Regions from separate parts of the Mus musculus genome. Here all the other regions are linked to region 2. The links are chromatin contacts, called in public Hi-C and capture Hi-C maps. All regions are on one chromosome and are shown on one strand. The core of a region is the stretch at or near the end of the contact, and the rest is flanking DNA. Distances in the headings are between cores, read along the strand shown.

Region 1 (4,494 bases), core at 1,624-4,123, 530 kb before region 2:
AGGGACCAGCCTGGTCTACAGAGTGAGTTCAGGATAGCCAGGGCTTTGTTATACATAAAAACTGTGTCTCAAAAACACCAGCCAACATTGGATTTAGCGCCAGGTCCCCAATGGAGGACTTAGAGAAAGGACTGAAGGAACTAAAGGGGTTTGCAACTCCATAGGATGAACAACAATATCAACCAAGCAGACCTCACAGACCTCCCAGGGACTAAACCACCAACCAAGGAGTACACATGGAGGGACTCATGGCTCCGGCTGCATATGTAGCAGAGGACGGCCTTCTCAGGCATCAATGGGAGGAGAGGCCCTTGGTCCTGTGAAAGCTTGATAGATTCCCCCAGTGTAGGGGAATTGAGAGTGGGGAGGCAGGAGCGGGTGGGTGGGTGGAGAAACACCCTCATAGAAGCAGGGGGAGTGGGGATGGGATGGGGGGGGGTTCTGGGAGCAGGGACAGGGGGGAAATTGGGAAAGGGGATAACATTTGAAATGTAAATAAAGAAAATATCCATTTAAAAACAAAACAGAAAACAGCCAACAAACCAAACCAACAACAACAATCAATAACCTAAATACCTAGCATTTAGCCCTTAAACTTGCTTCCCAGTCAAGAGCGAGCAGCCTTAGCGCCTGGAAGGAGTTGAGGCTGACTCAGCGACAAATACAGAGGGATGGTTCTATGCTTTAGGAGTGGAGAATCCAGGGTTTCTTGGAGGAAAGGCTGGTGATCCAGTATCAGACATAGAGTACGGCATCAACTTGAGGATATGCAAGGGAGAGTCAAAGCATAGGGAGGGTGGGCCGTGTGGGAAAAGACCAGGGAAGGAGGCACCCAAAGCACACGGCTGTGTTTGAACACACACCCCAGGTTGCGATGTAAAGGGTGGCCCGAAGCCAGCCCTGCCTCCTCAGAGGTACACATACGAATGCTGACTAGTTCCAGATCTCAGATAAGATGTGAATACAAAGCTAATTCTAAACAACGGTAGGCGCTGTGCCCAGGCATATTTTCTTTGTGTGTTTGTAAGGAAACCTGCTTAAGTGTGAAGAGAATCACATTTTAAGGGAGGCTGTGCTATACTGAACACATGACATGCTCAAAGCTGTGTGCTATCATCAACTATGAGCTTTCAGCTTTTGGTTTCTTTAATTTCAAACTTGCAGTCCTCTTGCCTCAGCTGGATAACTGGAACTTTCCCTCTGGTTTTAAGAGAAATAGTAATAATGAAAGAGTGACTATTTATTTGACTTAGAGTTGGACAGATTTTAGGGCTGGTAGGGAAAATTCTGGGGGTTCCCCTGGCTGATCTCTCCCACCTCTTTGGATGCCAAGGTTGAGACTGAGAGTCCCTGTCAATGTCCCAGGAAAGGTTGTGAAAGGACAGCTGTGGTGGTGGAGGCTCCGTGTCCCTGTCGTTCAGCACGAGTGTCACCCATGCTGTTAGAGCCCCAGAGAGAGCAGAGGTTTACTTCTATGAAAAAGACTCTCCCATTGCTTAGGAAATAGCTTTCTACTCTTTGGCTTTTGTCTCCTCGGATCTGCAGTTCCGCTTTGGAGATTGTGGAAACGGATAGTTCTTGAGTTCTGCCCTTCCATTCTGATTTATCCTCACTGATCTTAGTGTGACCGTTAAATTTAGTAGATATTCCTGTATCTCATTTAAGATGGGGAACGTAGGCATGATAGAGCTGATGTTGTGGGGGGGGGGGGCAGCACAAAGGAGAGGTGGGTGAGTGAGCCTTGGCCTTGCCCCTCCCCTGCCTCTGTCTTGTTCTCACTTTCCACCCTTGGGGCACCCACACTGTGTGTAGTTCTCTCTTTGGAACAGAGCCTCTCTCTCTCTTGCTTTCTTCTCTTATTCTTTGGTGCACATCAGACACCTGCTTTCTGGGGTTGGTTGGTTGTTGTTCCCCCCCCCCCCCCCCGCCGTTAGTCAAACCTGGTAATTTTTCAGTAAGAAGTACAAGGGAAGAAATGGAGAGATGATGCGCAAGGCATCTTCATGCCCCGGAGCACTGGGTGGGAAAGGCTGTCAGCCACTGTCCTGGGATTGTTTAGGGATGGGTTAAGGGGTTACCAAGCGTGGTGAGTGCCTCTCAAGCTTCACTGTGCCAGGAGGAAGAGGAGCTAAGGAGATAATTCAGTGCATAAGAGCGCTTGCTGCACACACGGGAGGACCTGAGTTCATGTCGTGTCAAAGACAATAATTAAAACCAGCCGGGTGTAGTTGCACAGGGTGTACCTGTGACCTCCAGCTTGTGGAGGGTGGAGCTTGATAGCTGCTAGCCTGGCTTCACAGTCCGTGAGAGACCTCATCACAGAGGAATGAGTCATGGAGAGATAGAGCAGGACACTAGGCATCCTCCTCTGACCTCTCCATGTACACACAGATGTCATGCATGCCTGTACCCTACTGTGTGTGTGTGTACTACCCATATATGCTACAAACACACACACACACACACATATACACATATATGCACAGACACACACAAGCACACATGCACACACACACACCCTGCATAAAATAACCCTCAAACTTTTACTGTGTTCACCTAGCTCCTTCAGATGGAGGTTCTGAAGGGTGTGTGTTGGTGTGTGTCAGTGTGTGTCGGTGTGTGTCGGTGTGTGCGTGCATGAGCGCACAGGGGTGGGATTCGGGGGAGGGGAAGCTCGGGACCACGGCTGCAGTTCCAGGACTGAGTTTCTGAGCAGCTTCAGGTGAAAGTATCTCAGCCTGCCATGCGAACATTTAGTAAGACTTACGTCTGCCTCCCAGTCACTTTGAAGCTATGATTCACTGCTCGCAGAGGAAGCGATAGCATCTAAAATTAGATTCTTCGATTGTAGCCACTCCAGAAGCAAGGGTGGGGTGCACTTCCCCTTTTGGGGCTCCCCTTGAAGACTGACACTGGGCAGTCCTGTAGCTCACGTCAGGTCACTGCAGGGGCAGAGCATCTTTGCACTCTGCCACACATTTTTTTGCTCTAGAGGCAAACCCTAGTTATTTTTAACCTCACATCTTGATGAGGCTGGGATGAGGTTAATTTTTAGTAGTGGTGCAGAACACACATCCGTCTTTTTTTTTTTAAAGAAATGCATAAAACCTCATATGGAGTTGTCAAAATAGGATGGCATATTTCATAAAAATATGAAGCAGGATAAGGAGTGGTTTATACCGGGTAAGTGTGGTGAGATTGTCTTTTGTTTTGTTCAGCACATAGGCAGTCCCGGGTGCAGTGGAATAAGTGAGGTTTCATTAGGGGCTGCGAAGTGAGACCTGCTTTCTCTGAGGTTTCTGCAACCCAGAGGAGTTCTCTAAGGCATTTAGGGTCTTGGCATTAGCATTTCTGAACAAACGTCTTCTGATCTATCTGAAAAGGTGCTGCCAGTTCACACGGGCTCCTAAAGTTCAGTGTGCTTGCTTCAGGGTTGTTTTGACCACAGAAGAAATATGATCACAGTTCATATTAAAGAAAGGTTACAAAAACAAACCCAACAACAACAACAACAACAACAACAACAAGCAAAGCCAACGAAACTGACACATGTGGTTTGGGCTGAGTTCTTTACTACATAAGAGAAAAAGCATCATTGTTCAGCGCCCACCCCTGAGCTGTTTTTCCCTCTTGTCTGTGTGGTGTGGGCTGGGGCTGGAGCCCAGATACACATGTTAAGCTTGCACTGTGTATCTGAGCTGCATTGCTAGCCTACTTCGGTGTTTCTAACGCATACACGTGAGGAGATGTTGCATATTTAGCTTGCTGGTCCTTATTAGGGAGGTTTGCTTTGTAATTGCCCAACATCCAATTGCTATCTAGTTATCCAGGGTTAAAGAAGACATTTAAAATGGCATGTACAACAGAGCTTCTTAATATCTGAGTTTGCATGTAAAATCACAGGTTCAGCTGTTTGTTTTTCAAATGAAGATGTGTATATCTATCTTGCCAGCCCAAGGTATCATAAATCTTAGTGTTGTAGTTTGTCAATATTATTCTCATTTCTTAATAGCATTTTCTCCGCAAGGGCTGGAGACATGATTCAGTGGTAGGCTGATGGTCTGGTGTGCTCAAGGCTCTAGGTTTGATTGCCAGGACTGAGAAGGCCAGCAACAAAACAGCTGCATTTGCCTGGATTTTAATGAATTAGTTAATGAATTAATGGGCAGGGCCTCATTCTGTAGCTTAGGCTTATCTAGAACATACTATGTAGCTCAGGCTGACTTCTTAGCTTACAGCCATCCTCCTGCATCAGCTTACCCAGGGTTGGGATTACAGGCATGAGCTACCCACTACACTATGCTGGCACTTGTCTTTATAAATAGCAACTTGTTTGTTTGCCTGTTTATTTGTTTGAGACAAGCTCTCACTGTGTCTTAAGTAGCAATGTTTAATTGGCTTAAAGTCTGCCCTAAGCTTCAAACATGCCCTGTATGTATCTTAAAACGCCCCATTCTTTAGCTCAGTTTGCATTTTTATTACACCAGGGAACAA
Region 2 (4,828 bases), core at 2,277-4,776:
TTGGAAAAAAAAAGGAAGATCTACATTTACACCGATTCCCAGAACTCCCTCCCTTAAGACCCCGTTGAGTCATCTTTTCTCAACAAAAAGACCAAAGGGGAAATTTTGCTGCCCCAGAGTCAGCACTGGTGGGTAGAGCACTTTGAAAGAGAAGAGACTCTAACGGCTGATTGAATGAGAGAAGGGAGATACAGCCTATGGTCACTCCCAAAAATACAGAACCATTCCCGGTGCCAGTTCATAGGCTTCGCATCTCTGGATTCATCCAACTGTAGATTAAAAATATAGGGGGTGGAGGATTATATCTGTATGCAACAAATACAGCCTTTCCCCTGCCATCATCCCTTAAACGGCACAGTATAATAACATTATACTGGCATGGGATTTATGATGAATTATGAGTTTTAAGCATCCAGAGATGGTTTAGGTGTGTAGTGGAATCATAGAGGTTATATGTAAATAAGACATTATTTTACACAGGCGACTTGAGCATCTGTGGATCTGATATCCAGTAGGGGAAGGGATATTGTTGATCCCATTTCCCAAGCATTCCAAACAACAACTAATTTCTAAAGGTACCATGGTCCCTACTGAAAGGACTACCTACGTGGATCCAGCCAGGATGGGGCTGGTACACCCCCAAACTGGAGTTGGATAGTTATGTCCCTTGGAGCATGGGTTTAGTGTTCTGGATTCAGAAGGGCTCTAGAAGCCACCACTGCGATAGGTTTGAGCATAAAGGACATTACCTCAAGATATCATGTGGCAGATCGGGTAGTCAGCTGGTTTGGCTGGTCTTTCATGCTCTGTACACACTTGATGTGTTTTGTGGCTGGGTCTGTTCCCAACATCTCTCCTTTACTAGGGAGAATCTATGTGCATAATTAAGAAGGGGTAGATGAAAAGCAGTGGAGGTTGGGTACAGAACTTGTGCTGGACCAGCTGGGCAGGCAGGGTAAAACTCAGTTAAGTCCCTCATCTGTGGGAGAGGAGACCCTGGGTTCTACCTCACAGTTGCTAACTATGTATGCTTTAACAGGAGTCCATTACCACATCCTTCCCATCTCAGCCATCTCCTCTCCTGTCAACGCTGCTCACTCATCCTTTCTCTTCTTTCCCTCCATCATGTATGGGACCACTGAGTAGTTACCTTGTGCTAAATCCTTCATGCATGTGCAAGGTCCCTCTAGAGAGCCATTAAGAAGACCTGTAGTATAGTCACTGCTAGTTGCAAGAGGCAAACAGAATAGGGTCCCTAGCACAAATCTCTTGTCAGGATACGGGATGGGAGAGGATTCTCATAGGGTAGCCAGGCATCACTTCAAACTAAGTCTTGACAGATAAAGGGCTGCTTAAACAAGTCCAGGATTCATGAATTGTGTTGCATCTTGGTGAGCAACAGCAGTAGCAGCTGACTGTGTCAGAACTCACTGCAAGTTGCACAGGTTGAAAGCAGTTCATGTAAAGCCCTGTGGTCTGAAACGATCCGGAGCCTGATCCTTCTAGAGCGCCAGCAATGATGGTGCAACTGGAAAATTCCATGGCTGATCCCAGGCGAGAGTCAGAGTTGATGTGCAACGTACTGCATAGTATTACCTTCTGGCTGTGTGCGTAAGATGCATATGCAGCACAAATGAATTCTGTAGGACGCAAGCTCCATACCTAAGATAGCTCATGATGTGCATGTGTGATGGCTCTTCTTGTTTCTCAATTTGACCACTTCTGGGACTAACCAAAACCCAAGTAGCTGGGTACACCTGGGAGGGATTTTTTTTTCTTAATCAAATCATTTGAAATGGGAAGACTCATGGTTAATTTTGATCTTTTAAAATGGGAAGATAAACCTTTAATCCAGGTCACACCTTCTGGTGGCAGCTTTTATAAAGGATATGGAAAAAGAACACTTTTGTTTGTTCTTTGCCTGCTTGCCCTAGCTCTTACTGGCAAGTCTGTTCCTTCACTGGAGTTAGCGCTCACTTCTCTGGATTCCAGCCTAGACTGAAAACCAGCTAAGGCACCCAGCATTGTGGACAGAACAACTGCTCGATTCTTGGACTTTCCTCTGGTAGACAGCATTGTTGGGCCACAGCCTGTAAACTACTCTAATAAATTGTGTGTGTGTGTGTGTGTGTGTGTGTGTGTGTGTGTCTGTGTGTGTGTGTGTGTATACTTGATACATATATACATATATGTGTGTTCATTCCATAAGTTCTGTTCCTTTAGATAACTCTGACTGATACAGTATGCAAATATTCCTAAATTTAAAAAGATTCCCCATCTGAAACAGTTCTGTTACCATCTAGAGGTCTTGGCTTGGTTTTGTTTTCTCTGACGGTTAAAGAATTAAAAGGCAGGGGAAATATTAAGCATGACATTGGCAGGGAAAATCTCAAACCCAGAGACCAGAATCAGCTGATGAAGAAAAGCTTTCATTAGTTGTAAAGAAGCACAGACACACACACACACACACACACACAGAGAGAGAGAGAGAGAGAGAGAGAGAGAGAGAGAGAGAGAGAGAGAGAGAGAGAGACTCCACACCCATAAAACCAAAAGGATGTTCTACAAAGCTGACTGGGGACTCAGGAATCTGAAAATCCACCTTCATGAAAGATTGAAGGTTTAAGGGAACTGAGGGGCCTTCCTCCCTAATTTAGGGTTGATCAGTTTCAACAAGGACAGGGTGGCTGATAGACCCACAGCTTTAGTGTTAACAGCTTCTGATCTGATCTTGAACTAGTCAGAGCATGTCCATCATCTGGGGGCCCTACTGGGAAGGGAGGTGGGGGACACAGACAGGCCAGGCCTTTGTTTTTGGCCACCGAGTGTTTGCTTAAGTTGGGAGGAAAAAGCCAGTCATCATGGAAGTTTGCCATCTTTCTTCCCTAGTCAAGGCCCTTGTACTTACTGTCTGCCTATTTACTGTCTAACTCCCAGTCCCTCATGTCTCAGGCATTTTGGACAAACAATAATAACCATGCATGTGCAGGACAAAGGAGGCAGATGCATGACTGGACTTCTGATCCCCAATTGTCATCATGAAAAACTCCTGCAGTCTCTGAATTAGGCGGCTGAGGGGAGAGCAGAAAACGTCCCTCCTTCTGGAACATTCACTGCTGCATGCCTGCCACCAGGATCTGAGACCCTCCCCATCAACACTGTATTCATCTTATGTTTTGGCCTGGTGCAGAAAAGAAAAAAAAAACTGCATACATCTAACAAGGAACAGAGAATTCAACCGTGACAGGAGTCCTACCAAGGGTAACATACAAGCCCCGTGTAACTAACAATGTCTAATTCCGTCGCTGAGGAGGCAGAGGAAGGGGGTTTGAGAGTTTGAGGCCAGCCTGTGGTAACAGAGTGGTAACGTGCTACACAAAGGCAGGAAGGATGTTTCAAAGGGAAATCTTCATGCAGGAAGTAAGAAGGCAAAAATAAAAATGAGAAAGAAAAAAAAACAACTTAGGTCACCCGTGGAAACCACTGAGTGAGCTCATGAGACACAGGAGATGACAAAAGCCATAGAAGAGGCTGGGAAAACTACTATAATAATAGCTGCAGGCAAATAGCAGTGCCTGCATGAGCCCTTTTAAAAGCCCAAGACATTGATTAATTTATTTAACTCTCTGGCTGAGAGCTGTGAGGCAGAGGAGGAGAAATAATCAGTGGGCAGGAATGAATGTTCTGAGGGACTTGGGGAGGGAACTCAAGCCCAGTACTTGCTCAGCATCTGTGAGACCCCAGGTTCAATCCCCAGGCCAGAGAGAGAGAGAGAGAGAGAGAGAGAGAGAGAGAGAGAGAGAGAGAGAGAGAGAGAGAGAAGTATCAAGTATCGTATTATGTAAATGTACAAGGGATAGATTCAGTGTGAAGTTTGGGGTCAGTCCCCTTCCTCTCTTCTCAGGCAACCTGTTTCTTGTCCCTCACCAAGCACGAGTACATGTGTGTTATCCCATGCCATGCCAGCTCAGACCTCAACTATATCTTTGGCACGGACACATAGCTTAGAAGTCAGTCTCCATGAAGACTCAAGGGCCTCTAAGAAAGGAGGGCACACAACATAGACCAAAGTGGTTCTAATAATAGGAAGGGCCAGACTGCAGTCTTACAAGCCTAAAGATTCCGGGAGCTGAGAAAAGGGTGGGTATGTCTGCTCCTCTCAGATATATCCCATGGTCCAGACCATGGACTAGAGCCTCAGTCTTACTGGAATGTTGTCCAAGTAGAGCAAACAAAGACAAAAATGGTGGTTTCTCAAAACATTTGCATACGTGCTCTAAAGAAGTTAGCGGAACCTACTCAAAGAAAGGCTGCCGTCTAGGTCAGGAACCCTTCACCAACCTACAAAGTTCAGTGTCTCAGCATTTGCTGCCAGGCTATAGGAGACAGTGTTAACCCACAGGGTGGCAGAGGCATGGGGCAGATGCCCAGCAACCTCACACTGCCCAGCCCCATACCTGGCATCCGGGAAAGGCAGGGTGCCCTACAAGAGCCACGGGATCTATGGATCCGTACAGAAGCTGCCACGGTGTTGCGGAGCAATGGTGAGACCTGGGACTCAGGAATATTTAGCAGAGTGATATTTGAGCAGGAGGGCAGGGAGAAAGAGAAAAACATCATAGTCACAAACAGATATAAGGACAAACTCCAAAGAATCTATGGAAACAAAGGACAAAACCCAAGTGATTACATCCAAAGAGAAGGACGAGCCAGTGGCCAGGTGGAAGGATTGGAGGGACTTTCACTTTGACTGGGTCTTTAGGAAAGGTCTGTGACTCAGCAGAAAGATGTGCTCATGTGCATTTATTCTCCTTGGAAGAAAGAGCTA
Region 3 (4,875 bases), core at 60-2,559, 610 kb before region 2:
TCTGGTCTCTTTTTGATTTGTTTCTAGACTTCATCCTTGGGTCCTAACCTCCAAAAGACCTTCAGAAAACAGGTATTTGTATTGTGATTCATAAAAACAACAGTTACGAAGTAGCAACAAAATAATTTTATGGTGGGTGGTCATCACAAAATGAGGAAGTGTATTAAAGGGTTGCAGCGTTACATAGCTTGGGAACTATTGCACTATATGCACTTCTATCAAGCAAATATAAGTACAAACATGGTTGAATATAACCCTACAACTGTTTTGTATATTCTTTTATTATTTGTCTTCCTCACATACTTGTATTAGAGAGTAGTTGGTGATATGATTATTAGCACACACACACATATTCAATGTGTGTTAAAACACTTATTTACTAAATTCTGGCTGGATGCTTAAAGTATAAAAATCAATATAAAATGTTGGGCTTCAAAGCACACAGCTCTTATGGGTTTATAACGGTCTGGTGCTAAAATGGCCCAGAGAAGATGTTTTAGCTAAAACTTCAAAGGTGACATTTGTAAGTATTTACTAGACTAAGTTCTGAGTACAGGCCAAAAGCTCAGTGGTTTTCCATGGAGCAAAGTGCTAGGAAGAGAGACAGAGGTAAAGAGAGGAAGGCATTAGGTTTCAGAGATGGGGTGATCAGAGGCCACATAGCCAGCCAGGCATCATCAGTTCAGAACTGGAGCTCTGAGGGCTGGAGGAAGAGGAGGCAGTGGATGGTCAGGATAATCCAGGGACTCTGGGTTTGATGACAGTTCATCATTCACTGTCTTTGTATATGACCTCTAGTCTGGGGTCTTAGATTCAGCATCCATACCAGAGCATTAGAGAAGAAATATAAAACTCCAGAATTGAATCTGAGGAATAGTAATTAAGAGGTATAAACATCATAATTGATTCATATAGTTACATTTTGCAGAGCTGGGGATGGAATACCAGGCTTTCTATTTGCTGGGCAAGACCTCTACCACTGAGTTACAACCTTGCGCTATAGTTTATTTATTTATTTTTTAAGTATTAGTGTCTCTGAAGTGAATGAAGCTTGGATACAATGTTAGTGTGTGTATGGGCGTGGATGGGGTGGGGGATCATTGCTTATTTGTTGTTCGGTTTGTTTGCTCCAACTGAAATAATTATATGGCCATTTCTGAAAGTGCTTGATAATGACAGTCAGGGGTTAATTCAACAGTTCCTGCCGTAGTATCCTCATCTCTTTCTGAGCACTAACTCATTATACTGCCCTCTCTGCTTCCTCTCAGAGCTGCCAAGAGTGCTGTCTCAGCATTCAGAGGCTCCTCCGGCTTCCTGGCAGTCTCCCTGGACCACGAGGTCAGGGTGGCCTGGTTCCTGTTCGCCCACACTAAAGGAACACTGTGGGATTACCAACCTTTTTTTTTTAAACTGTTGATGTGTAAAGAGTGGAGCCCTCTCTTCTTCCACCCAAAGGTCACCAACTCCTTGCCTGCATCATACACAGCTGTGTTATGATAGCACAACATAATGACAGGACTTGGACACTCTTTGCCCTGAGATGCTCTTTGCTCTAAGAAGGTTACTCATCATATGTAAGTGTTATCAGTCATTTACCCTCCGATGATTTACCTGGAAGAGACGAGCCTTTGTTCCCCATGGAGTCAGAATTTGATTTAGAAAAGACTGTGGACTCCACTTTTGTAGGAGATGAAACTAAGGCAAGAGTGAGTTAAGTAAATTGGATTTGGTCTAGTCATGCACTTGGTCAGTAGCAATGTTGAACTGGTAAATCCAATCTTAATCTGTGGCCAGGGTTCTTCTATTGTATATGCTTCCTGTCGTTGAAAATTATCTTAATTTGGTTTTATATATGCTGACTGGCTAACACTACTATGATTAAAATTAGTTTCTTAATTAGTCCGAATTGTGGTATATCATAATTAACTGGTTGTTTGGATATGTTAAGAAGGCATTCATCATTTAAACAAGAATGTCACAACTCTAGTTAGACCCATTTATTTGTACATCCAGGAATTCATCCAGAGGAAGCATTTCAAAAGGAAAAAAAATGCTAGTCATGCAGAGATGTTTATAAATAGCTATATTGAGATAGCAGAAAACAAGAATGAGGAACAATTTGGCAATGATTAAGCTGGTCTCAATTCCATTAGAGTAATACATGGTCACTACAAAAGATACATAAGGAGAAATTCAAGAAGCAAGCAAGTAAATGGTATGCTTCATAATTACATACTATAGAGCCTGGAGATTGTTTTTATATTACATTATCTAACTTGTTTTCACAATAGCTCTGTGCAATTAAAGCACCTATCTCCATTTACTGTGTCTCATGTCACTCATGAAATATTCAGCGCATTGACCACAGTGACTTAAAACCATAGGCAAAGTAATCAAGATTAGAAATGCTGTAAGTTGCAAATAGTCGCTGCATTAAAACAAATGTCTAGCTGTATGCATACATGTACATATGCTTCTTGCAGAACTCCTGCAAACCCTGACTACTTCCAAGATTAGTTAGCTTAATCATAGCATCTATGTCCTTCAACTTCTTATTAAGTATCATAATCTTGGGTTTCTCTATGAGTTCACATTGTTTTGTGTAACTTTACAGGAGTCATATTAGGATCTACACTTCTCTGTAGAGAAGAGGATTACTAGGGATGGCCAAACAAGTGATTTTGACATCTGGTCTACCTACCATGCTAACAATTCCAATAATGTCTTCAACCCAACAGATCTCATCCTCACTCTATCTTGGGTGGCATTCATTTGTATAGCCACTAAAGAGTGATTTTTCCTCTCTGAAAAATCAAGGATATGAGTCTCTGGTGGGACATTTGAGGAAGATTTCAGGATGGTTCCCTGTATTAGTCTGAGTGACCTGATAGGCAAGTAGATGTAATAAGACTTTGAACTTGTAATAATTATAATGTAACAAATCAGTTATCCTCACTATTTTGCTGTTTCCTTTTGTTCTATTTGAATCGCAATGTCTTTTCTAGGACAAAAGCTTTCTGCTGTAGGAATGCTGATTCTAATTTGAATAACTCTAATGTTGGAACCACAGGAGCATAAAGCGCATCATGTGTCTCCTTGTCAACACCGGTGTTCAATGTCCTTCCTCCTCTCATGCAGCACAAACAGCTCCTGGTCAGAGCTGGTCTTTAGAGGATTGCCTCTTGTCTGCGCATATGAACAGAGAGACTGACAGCTGGAAAAAATATTCAGATATGACTGGATACCCGAAGGCACAGTGTGTGTGTGTGTGTGTGTGTGTGTGTGTGTGTGTTTATTCATCTGCTTGTCTGTGTTTGTCTTAGCCAGCCAAGTATGATGATGCACACTTATAGTCTCAGCACTTGGAAAGCTGAGCAGAAGGATTGCCCCCCCCAACACCCCACACACCAGACTAGCCCAGCTCTTATAGATAGAGAAAACTTTCAACAGTTTAACCCAGTTCTAATCAGCTATCTCTGCTCCAGCCCTTTCATTCCCTTCCCATGACCTCCTTCTCTTTCTTTGAAGCATTTTGGCATTGACCCCACAAAACTGCCCATGCCACTTCATGGAAACTGGCCTTCCAGCAGCTTCTTTTGAGACTTCAGTGTAAGCAGGCCAGGGCTCAGGATACCATTGTTCAGCTTTCTTTGCTCTCTTGTCTCAATGTGAGTTGCTCTTGCAGTCTCTCACTGCTGGCTTTTTCATGCACTCATTCTGAAGAAAGCATTAATCAAAGAATTGATAAGTATTCCCACATCCCATCCTCAAGTGGACCAACTCACTCCTTACCTCCTGAGATTTCCTCAGAGATTCAACTCTAGCTGGCTGTAAGGAAAGCTTGCTTGACAATCCCTCTTTCCTTGGATTCCCTGTTTTCTTTCTCTTTCTCATTTTCCTACTATGTCTTATTGGGAATGGCTCCAGAATAAACAGTTTATATTCAAATCACCATTTTAAGACAGGATTTTAAAGGGCTCTAAAAGAAAGCACTGAATTCCTCTCCTCCAAGCAAGTCCTTCTTGAGGCTTGTGAAACAGGGCCACTGGCTGAACACGACCAGAAGGCAGGGAAGTTGGTTGATAAGGCAGCATAGTAAACCTGAGGCCTGACCTGCAGGAAAGTGCTCCAATGAGCACAAACTGTGGAAGTAGACATCTGGTCTACTACACTGCTGGGATTAAAATGCTGAAAGGCCTTGCAACATGTCCCAGAGGGTATTTTGGACCTCCACGAATTTCTTGATTTTTAAAAAATAATTTATATACTTAATTTGCAACCAGAAAAAGTTAAACATATATGAAAAGAAGGAATTGCACTTTTAAAAAAGTTTCAATATTTACTGGAAATTTTTTTCAGGAAGTATATTCTGATCACAATTTTCCCTCCTCAGACTCTTACCAGAACCTGCCTACCTCTCCACCTGCATAACTACACATCCTTTCTCTCTCTTTAAGAAATCAAACACCCGCTGGGAGTGGTGGTGCACACCTTTAATCCCAGCACTCGGGAGGCAGAGGCAGGTGGATTTCTGAGTTCGAGGCCAGCCTGGTCTACAAAGTGAGTTCCAGGATAGCCAGGGCTATACAGGTGGTGTCTTGAACCCCCACCCCCAAAAAGAAATGAAACACCCCATGACACACAGCTAAACACAAAAAAAGGAGAAAAAAAAGTACAAGCAAAGGTGTTCCTAGTGAGATGAGCTGGGAAAAGTTCGTGTGCTCAAAGACTGTTCATTTACAGACATGTACTACTGCTTCTGACATTTCACTTCTTGCCCAGTGTTCAAAGTTCACTACAAGAAGTTGGCTGAGTGAGACACTTCTCTATGTTGCCACTTGGAATCCCTAGTAGAAAGTGTTTCTGGATTTGGGC

Evidence for each region. A called contact is a pair of places that touch in the nucleus more often than the background predicts. Capture Hi-C pulls out chosen DNA fragments and counts their contacts.
Region 1: a contact with region 2 is called in a Hi-C map of CD8 T cells, with 3 times the contacts expected there. The contact joins two enhancer-like sites. A contact is called at or near these places in 3 of 484 Hi-C or Micro-C datasets (CD4 T cells and CD8 T cells) and 1 of 115 datasets of contacts at active chromatin or transcription factors (memory CD8 T cells).
Region 3: a capture Hi-C map of bone marrow-derived macrophages shows a contact between it and region 2, with 4 times the contacts expected there. The contact joins two enhancer-like sites. A contact is called at or near these places in 1 of 115 datasets of contacts at active chromatin or transcription factors (pancreatic cancer cells) and 1 of 9 other capture datasets (bone marrow-derived macrophages).

The regions. Positions count from the first base shown.
Region 1 is chr8:35,631,253-35,635,746 of GRCm38.p6, forward strand. All of the region lies in intron 1 of Mfhas1 (malignant fibrous histiocytoma amplified sequence 1), which reads left to right. Among named protein-coding and RNA genes, the nearest start is that of Gm16793, 44 kb to the left of the region's middle. Within about 2 kb of position 2,874, at least 129 of the 459 cell types and tissues checked have an H3K27ac peak or open chromatin away from gene starts, as enhancers often do. A contact at or near this core is called in CD8 T cells, where this site is marked.
Region 2 is chr8:36,165,400-36,170,227 of GRCm38.p6, forward strand. No RefSeq gene overlaps it. Among named protein-coding and RNA genes, the nearest start is that of Gm39164, 8.2 kb to the right of the region's middle. Within about 2 kb of position 3,527, at least 80 of the 459 cell types and tissues checked have an H3K27ac peak or open chromatin away from gene starts, as enhancers often do. A contact at or near this core is called in CD8 T cells and bone marrow-derived macrophages, where this site is marked.
Region 3 is chr8:35,554,957-35,559,831 of GRCm38.p6, forward strand. No RefSeq gene overlaps it. Among named protein-coding and RNA genes, the nearest start is that of Gm39162, 22 kb to the left of the region's middle. Within about 2 kb of position 1,310, at least 22 of the 459 cell types and tissues checked have an H3K27ac peak or open chromatin away from gene starts, as enhancers often do. A contact at or near this core is called in bone marrow-derived macrophages, where this site is marked.